2 separate regions of the Capsicum annuum genome follow, and region 1 is linked to region 2. A link is a contact called in public Hi-C data. All regions are on one chromosome and are shown on one strand. The core of a region is the stretch at or near the end of the contact, and the rest is flanking DNA. Distances in the headings are between cores, read along the strand shown. Region 1 holds the start of LOC107858737 (cystathionine gamma-synthase 1, chloroplastic). Region 2 holds the start of LOC107858738 (pentatricopeptide repeat-containing protein At5g15280, mitochondrial).

Evidence for each region. A called contact is a pair of places that touch in the nucleus more often than the background predicts.
Region 1: a contact with region 2 is called in a Hi-C map of leaf, with 2.2 times the contacts expected there. The contact joins the promoter of LOC107858737 here to the promoter of LOC107858738 in region 2. A contact is called at or near these places in 2 of 5 Hi-C or Micro-C datasets (leaf and placenta).

Annotation. Positions count from the first base shown.
Region 1 is chr2:96,258,219-96,262,459 of UCD10Xv1.1, reverse strand. It overlaps LOC107858737 (cystathionine gamma-synthase 1, chloroplastic), which reads right to left and starts at 1,915. Exons shown (of 11, transcript XM_016703513.2): 1 at 1,146-1,915. The coding sequence starts at 1,638.
Region 2 is chr2:95,292,075-95,296,477 of UCD10Xv1.1, reverse strand. It overlaps LOC107858738 (pentatricopeptide repeat-containing protein At5g15280, mitochondrial), which reads left to right and starts at 1,674. Exons shown (of 1, transcript XM_016703514.2): 1 at 1,674-4,403. The coding sequence starts at 2,889. LOC107858739 (KH domain-containing protein HEN4) reads left to right here. Exons shown (of 8, transcript XM_016703516.2): 7 at 27-95; 8 at 272-665. The coding sequence ends at 75.

The DNA of each region.
Region 1 (4,241 bases), core at 666-3,165, 970 kb before region 2:
TTTCATCATTGTATTTTTTTTTTTATTCAAACTAGAGAATATCCATAAATGCGCGTCTATGTTATTGAATAAAAAATTTCTTTTCTCATAAGAGGCAGCCCAAGAACCGCCATGCGTTCAGGTGAGAATATTCAAGGAACAACATTTCCTTTTTCTTCGGAAGTGGCTCAAGGGGCCCCTTCCTTATAGTCAAGTCACAAGTGGCTCTCCATTTCTAGGAAGATTGTGTCCAGGATCTCTGTCATTTTGTTGTGGTTTGTCAGAAGATGAAAAGAAAGAAAAATGAATCAATAGTGTTGAAATCCAGATCCAAATCAGAAATGGTTGCTTGGAATGGGAAATGAAAGAACCGCATCTTGCATTTTCCACACCAACCCGCCATCCTTAACTTGAGTTTGGATTCTAAAAGCTGAGGCAAAAGAAAATAGTCAAAGGGGATACACAAAACTCTTGTTTCCTCCTATTTTGGTTAAGAGCTGAGTCATTGATGTCTCTAACCAGTCTTCTTCTTCTCCACATAAACACTCGCGGAAAGAAAGAGCATTAAGAAAATGTGAAGAGATCATTCCAGCTTCAGTTCAGACAAGACACCAAATTTTTCAGCTGGGACACATTCTAACCATAATATCTTGAAATTTGGCTGAGAGTGTAAAGTTGAACCTCAATTAAACTGAGAGTTATGGACTTTTTTCAGACAAACTGATAAATAAAGTTGAATACTTTTTGAGAATATATCCAAAACGTCTATCCTATTTTAGCTTGAAGCATTACAGTATTTTTATCCTCGGCTTAATTAAGCTTCAGAGTGATAAGGCCCAAAACAAATTTCATGCATGCATCCCTTCCAAGTGATCAAGCAAACTATGGGTTTAAACCATTCATTTAATCAATTGACTTCATCTCAATCCCGAACTGCTATATATATCTCTATATCCCATCCTCTTTAGTCTCTATATCGATTTAAACCATTATAAAATAAAAAAATATATATTTATCAGATCGCATGGATGATAGACCGTCCGATTTTATAATACAACGCAAATGTTAATCAGACTTTTCATAATATTATTCACGAAGCATAGCAACAGCATAATAAGAGGAAATGATAACTAACAAGACGTATGAGCTGGAAACACAAAGCATACCGGCATGAATAGCAACGCTTCCATCGGAATTCAAAAATGAAGCATATTTAACACCTGTAGAACCCTTAATCTGTACATTTTCATCATTAAAAGCCTTATTTTCCACCACTGCCGCCACCTCCTCGTCACCTGCGGTTATACCAACCGCAGTAACTGCAGCGGAAGCGGAGGCGGATGAATCGACAGCATTAGCCGCCGGAGTGAAATCAGGAACGGCGTTGTTGTTAGACCAGGAAGCCGCCACAATTTGAGCTACACCGATGTTGCTGCAATTCCTCCGAGCCTTAATGCTTAGCTGCCTCACGAAGTTTGGAGGAAATCTGAAAATCAGAGAAGACAGACCATAAGCCTGAGATCGGCTACTCCCGGACTTATCCTTACCGGAGAACCGAACGCCGGCGGTGGCGTTGGGACGTGGAAGGCTGCCGGAGAAATCGGGTTCGGAGCGGCATTCAAATGACGGAAATGCCCTAGCATAACTGGACACTGCCATTGGGTTTTTGTGATGATTTTGGAATTTAGAGGGTCAAAAATGTAATTCTCCGACGGCCAATTGGCCTTGTCTTTCTCTGTGAATGGAGAAAAAAAAAATGAACGGAGGCTGAGGGATTTGGCTTCCACACAAGTTTAAATAGTCGTCACAATCCACAAGTAGTGTACTTTGTGAAATGCACGCGGTTGAGATTTGTCGCATTATTGAAAAGAAAATATTACTGTACTTGAGTGGTGGGGTCCAAAACACTAAATAGTTGATAGGTAAATGTGACCATTCATCAACTTAAAAGGTCATTTAGCCAAGCAATTTACATCTTAAATTATTAATCTGTTCAAAAATTTCTTACTTTGAAATAAGCTAAAAAGGAATCAAAATTCAATTCATCTAGCTCTTACCAAATTAACATGTAGTACAAGTCCTAAATGGAATTGACATCCTTTTAATCTATTAGTCTTTAGTCTTTAGTCTTTACCTATATATTTGGCCTAAAGAATTGGCACTACGTAATTTTCTTATCTGTGTATATTCATTCCCTGAGCAAAACTCGGAGAAAGAATATCTTTCTTGTTTTGCTTATTTCGAAAGTGAAGATCCTTAAAACTACGATTTTTTTTATTTTTTTTTTTAAATTTCGTTACTGGATATTCCTAAAGTTAGGGATCCAGTTTTATGTTATCCTTTTTATTCAGAGAATATTAATTAAAATGCTTTATATATCTCTTTGCTTATTTTCAAGTTCGATATCCCCTAAAAATATGGGTTCAAATTAGTATAAATATGGGTTCAAATTAGAATTTGTTTTCCTTATTTCACGTACTTGCAGTAGTATTAATTTTTATTATCTATAATCTATATTTATATATATTATTATATATATATATATATAATATTAAAATTATATATATAATATATTAAAAGTGTTAAGAGACTTAGAAATATTGTTTGAACTTTTTGCCCTTCATTTAATAAAATTATCTTTACATTACTTTTTTTAATATTTAAGAATTAAAAATTAATTAAATATATTTATGTTAAAACATTTCGTTATTAGAACTCCAAATTCCTAATATTAAGAAAACAATATAAATAGTGATTAATATTAATTTATATAGACCCTTGGAAACATTTTACACTTCATTAAAATACTCTTCTTTAGACAAAATTGTCTTTTCATTATTTTTTTAATTTGTTATTTAATTTTTTTTATTATATTAACTAGACTTCCTGGAATATATCAGACTCCTAAAATATATGGTATTAGAATTAATTAATATTTTTCTTTCTACTAAACTTCCTAAAATATATATATGGGACTCCTAAAAGAATTAATTAATATTTTCCTTTATACTGTTCAATTAGAAAAATATTCTTAAAATAGAACTCTATTAAGAAAATACTTTTATAAATTAAAATAGGACTCTATTAAGGAAATACTTCTATCAATATTTGGTGGATGCTTGATTTTCTAACCCCCAACTTCTTCACTATTTTTGTCAACCCCCAACTTGTTCACTATTTTTGTCAGTATATATATATTTTCCTTATTTTCATTCAAAATCATTTTTAGGGTCAAATTTTTGCTCAGACAAAAATTAATTGGATCAAAATTGAAGCTTTGTGATCACTATTATATTTTTTTTTATAGTTTACAAGTCGTAGATGAATGTCGGTTGACTTCGAAAAATTTCTTCTCTAAAAGTTATGTTTAATTGTATTGTTTTAATATCTTTATTATGTTATTGACACTACTATCAATAAAAGTAATGCATTATTTTCACCCTGAACTATAAATGAAATTGTTGAAACACACTTCAACTTAAAGGTAGTCCTGTTACCTGGACTAATTAAAACTGTATTTTTGGCAATCTTAAAGCCTATGTGGCACATATATGGTACACTGTGTGAATCAACATACTCAAAGTTCACGTAGGCACAAACTGTATTTTTGGCAATCTTAAAGCCTATGTGGCACATATATAGTACACTGTGTGAATCAACATACTCAAAGTTTATGTAGACACACGTATGCGCCACGTAGACACTTAAGGTTGCCAACAATATGATTTTAATTAGTTCAGAGGTAATATGACCCCTTTAAGTTGGGAAATTTCATTTATAGTTCAGGATTTACTCATAAAAGTATTATCTTCAACTTCATTATTATATCATAATTTGTGTAGGACTCATTCTACATATATTATCCAATACATCTTATACTAAAATATATATGCGCATACGGACCAATGGATATTAATGCAATTTAAGGTATACATCAATTTATTAGATGAATATAGACCAATGAATAATGGTGAAAGAAAATAAATGTGAAAGAAAATCAATTAGGTGAAGGCAAACCAATGAATAATAATGAAAGCAAATACAATACAAAATATAGATGAATACAAGTCAAGGCGTGTATGCAAAATTCAACAAACAGTAAAATACAAATTTGCAGGTGTATACATTATAGCATACAAATTTCAACTGCATTAAAAATCAATCATGAGATGTATATAAACGTGTATGCAAAATTCAATAATAAAAAAGCTGAAAATATCTATATTATTATGCATATAAATTTCAACTAATCAACAACTTTT
Region 2 (4,403 bases), core at 425-2,924:
ATTCATTGTTAAGTTCATGTTACCAGGTCATCCAGGCAAAACTCTGCTTCCCGGAGAAAAAGTTATGGTTACTAGAGCTTGTAACAGAACCACAGGTAGATCATGAATTATGGTTCAATTGCATTGCATCTTTCATTTAATTCGCTAGTTTTATATACCTAGCCCCAATCATACAAGAATTCTGAACATTTTGGTATGATGACCTAACCTATCTTCCAATTATGAAACTAATGGTATTTTTCCCTTTGTTTCCTTTCCCTCGCTAAAACAGCCGAGTATCTGAAGCCTGAAGCCTGCCTACTGTCACCTTTGATGAAGCCTCATGCCCAAACCAGATGACCAGATGAATGCGGACATCAAATATCATTGCCTACCTTGATGTTTTCCTTAGCAGGACCATATCCGAAGATCTTACCTACTATCGAAATTTGCCATGCCCTGACACCATATACTTCCAAGCTCATACTCTTATGCTTCCAAGAACCTGTGTAGCCAGCGGCCTCATCCTTTCTTCCCTTTTGTAGTTGTACTATAGACAAATTCAACTCAGAAATCTCGGCCATGTGTCCTGATGTCTTGTTTTCGGTTTATTATTATATGTATGAATCTACTGCTAGTTGAACATGTCTATTTGATGCTTTAGACCTGGTGCCGATTTTCAAGCGTCTTTCTGGTTTTGATTATGGTGCAATGTTTGGTTATGAGACCTTTCAAAATATTTTTGAAGTATTGCTATGTTAATTACTAGAAAGCCTAAATGTTTCTTCATTATCTGTGATAATATGCAATATGCATACATCTCTGTAGACACTGGATATTCAATGCAGTTATATGTATGATTTAGTAGTGCAAGATGTATCAGTACTCACCAAAATGCAGTGATAATTTTCACTGGCTTTCACTGGAATCTGATAGCTTTTGGGGGTACGGGTTGGAATTAATTGAAGCAGGTAAAAATCTTATGGTAAGTCTCACATTCTTATCATAACGTGCTTACTTTATTGCAAGCAATCAGCATGTTAAGTGGAGTTTACCAAAAATATGCTCTCATACTCTGTGTTTGTTGGATGAGAATGTTGTTTCAAACTCTGCTTCAATCTGAAGTTAAGCCATCTCTTCTTTGTTCTGTTGGATACAGTCAGTATGTTTACTTCTTTTGCTGTTGTCTTTCATTATTTCTCCTTATGCAATGCTCCATCATTTGTTCTTTCTTATTGAGAGTGGTGGGTTGGCTGTGTCTTGAAAAATAGGCCGGTTTAATGATACGAGACTATGAGAGGGTACTTGTTTGCAAAGACATGAAATCATGCGGTATGAGAAGTTGATCTCCTGCAAGTACTTGCACCAAGTTTAGCTTAGTAGGAGATGTTGATATCCTACAACTGATCATGTCAAGTTAGAAGTTGCTAAAATAGAGAACTGTATAATTTTTGTGTTACGTTTCTTCCCTCCATCCCTAGTACATTTTCTTTAAATTCCCCCTGGTTGAGGGTACACAGGTCTGGAACTTGTTCTAGGTGGTGGATTGATTTGATTCTCGACTGGAACTACAACAGTTGCAGCAAAGTGCCCTCCCTGTATGATCCAGTTGTTTTGTATGCCAATAGATCTTTGATTGTACATTTTATTTGTATTCTTTTGATGTATTAATCAAGTATTTGTACGTACAACCATTTAAACTTAATATCTTGCGTAAGATTGGGATGTAATACATCCAAATGACGACAGAATCTAATTGTAGGGCATTATCGTACATCAGAAGGTAAACCTCGGTGGTTAGGCAATTTATTACTTCATTCTCGAAGATATACAGGAGTCACGAACATGCCAATTACGTTATGGCTTATGATAAGTATGATGATCGAAGAACGGCTGTTTGACTACTAAGAATCATAGTATCTCGTTAACATTAATTATTTTGATCTTTTTAAACTTGGCTCCCAATAACGTAGAAAATGTGATGTTATGTCTCTTGTCTTGTGGCCTCTCACTATACCATAAAGATGAGGGAAAATTTTAGTGCCGAAGCAAGAAGAGATGGATTATGTTCGACGGGTATGAGAGTTATGGCTCAAAAATATGCTATAAAAACAAATTTCAAAACCATATGAGCTTTTTACAAATAAGAAAGGATTCTAATGTTTGGATTTAACTGCATTAGAATGTATATAAAACGAAGCATGATTAGATACAAAAAAGGATGTATATGCTTTTCGGTTTTATTTCTTGTTGCTCAAAGACTCGATTTTCTCCGACTTTATGATACAAAATCAAATTCATTTTTTCTAAACTCTGTATTAAGTCAAATGCTAAACATATATGAATTAAAGGCTTGTGGTGAGTACGGAAAGCAAGGTGAAGTGCAACTTATAGCCATTTTAAGGATTTCTGTTTAAAAACTACTTGAAATTTACGTAACTTTACAGATTCGCTGGTTCAAAATTAACTTCAGGTTCCAAATATGACTTCACACAACTTTGGAGTAATCTGCCAAATTTTATTTTTGCACAATTAATTCGCAAAAAGATTTCAATTGAATACATATACTAACTGTTAACTTAAAATGGCATGATGTAAACTGAAAGTTCATGAGGTTTTTACAACTGGAGAAGCTGCAGCGTACTCTGGGTGCATATGAAGCCGATGAGTACAGGTTATGCTTTCAGTTATGCCTTGAAATGAAAAACAATTCCAAATCCTCTTTTTCTACAAGCAAGGAAGCTGAACTTATAAGATGGGCTTTATCACCCCTTACAGCCCATCATCATAGGCCACAAATCTCAAACATAGAACTTTGAAGAAGCCCAACAACAACGACATCGTACATCAAGAACAGAACTAGTAGACTGTTGTCCCTGTAACTCCGACACATCCCGGCCGTCGGTCGAATGCTTCAAGCTCTCCTTAAATTCCGTAAACACAGACAGGCTAATTCACTTCTCTTTCACCTTTCTTCTTTTCCCAGAAAACTTCAACTTCAATACTTCCATCCACTTTCTTCATCTTCTACAAAACCAATATATACTAGCCAATTAAGCTTTTCGGATAAAAAAGGTGAGATTTTGTACAACCCCATCATTCAAGATTGTCTTCTTAAGTTATCTGAGATCTCCCCTGCAACTGTTCGTAGATTTTGGAGAGTTACTGTGTTGAGTCCCAATGATTTTCTTGAAATTTTGTTGGGTTTTGAAAATGATAGTGGAGTTCTTGAGGTTGAGGTTAAAAAGATTGAATCTTTATGGGGAATTTATATATGGGCTAGTAAGCAAATTAGGGACTTTAGGCATCTTGATAAGGCATCTAGGATTATTGCATCAATGCTTGTTCGGGCCGGGTTGTTTAAGGAAGCTGAATGCTTGGATTCCTTGTTGGATAGCCAAGGAGTTTTCTTGGATAATCATGAGATCTACAGTTATTTAATTGAAGTGTTTGTGGGTGATTATCGATTAGAGAATGCTATTGCGTGTTATGATCGAATGAAGGTGCGGGGTTTAAACCCATCGATTTCATGTTACGGGGTTATACTTGAGTTTTTGATTCAAATGCATGAAACACAATTGGCATTTCAAATTTATGCTGATGCTATAGATGCTGGCTTTGGAAGGAATGTATCTGAAGGGGGTATATATGAGGGTGTTGTCAGACTGTTATGTGCTGATGCGAAAATTCAGGATGCTAGGAATCTGGTTAAGAAGGTTCTTGTTTTTGGAATTGAACCTAATTATTTAATCCTCGATTCTATTGCTTCTGGTTATTGTAATAAACGAGATTATGATGATCTACTGAGTTTCTTTGTCGAGATTTGTTCTATGCCTGATGTAACCATAGTCAATAAGTTCATCCAGTCTGTCTGTCGACAGTTTGGTGTTGCAAGTGGGAACTCGTACTTGCTGAAGTTAGATCAACTGGGTTTTGATATGAATGGAATAACATTTGGGATTTTGATTGGATGGGCGTGTCGCGAAGGAAAACTGAAGGATGCCTTCTTTTATCTCTCAGAGATCCTGTCAAGAAATCTAAAGCCCCATATATATTCCTATGATGCAATTCTTAGTGGGCTTTTCAAGGAGGGTATGTGGAAGCACTACCAAGACATTCTTCAAGAAATGGAAGATCAGGGAGTAGAACCGCAAATATCAACTTTCAGGGTTCTTTTAGCTGGGTTTTGTAAAGCTAGGCAATTTGATGAAGTGAACACAGTGGTGTCTAAGATGGTAGATTGTAGCTTGATCCAACTATCGCCTTCAGGAGATCCACTTTCTGGAGCTTTCAGATTCTTAGGTCTCAATTCTTCTGCTGTGAGAATCAGAAGAGACAATGATATAAGATTTCACAAAGCAGAATTTTTTGATAATCTTGGGAATGGGCTTTATCTGGATACAGCAGATGTGGAAGAGTATGAG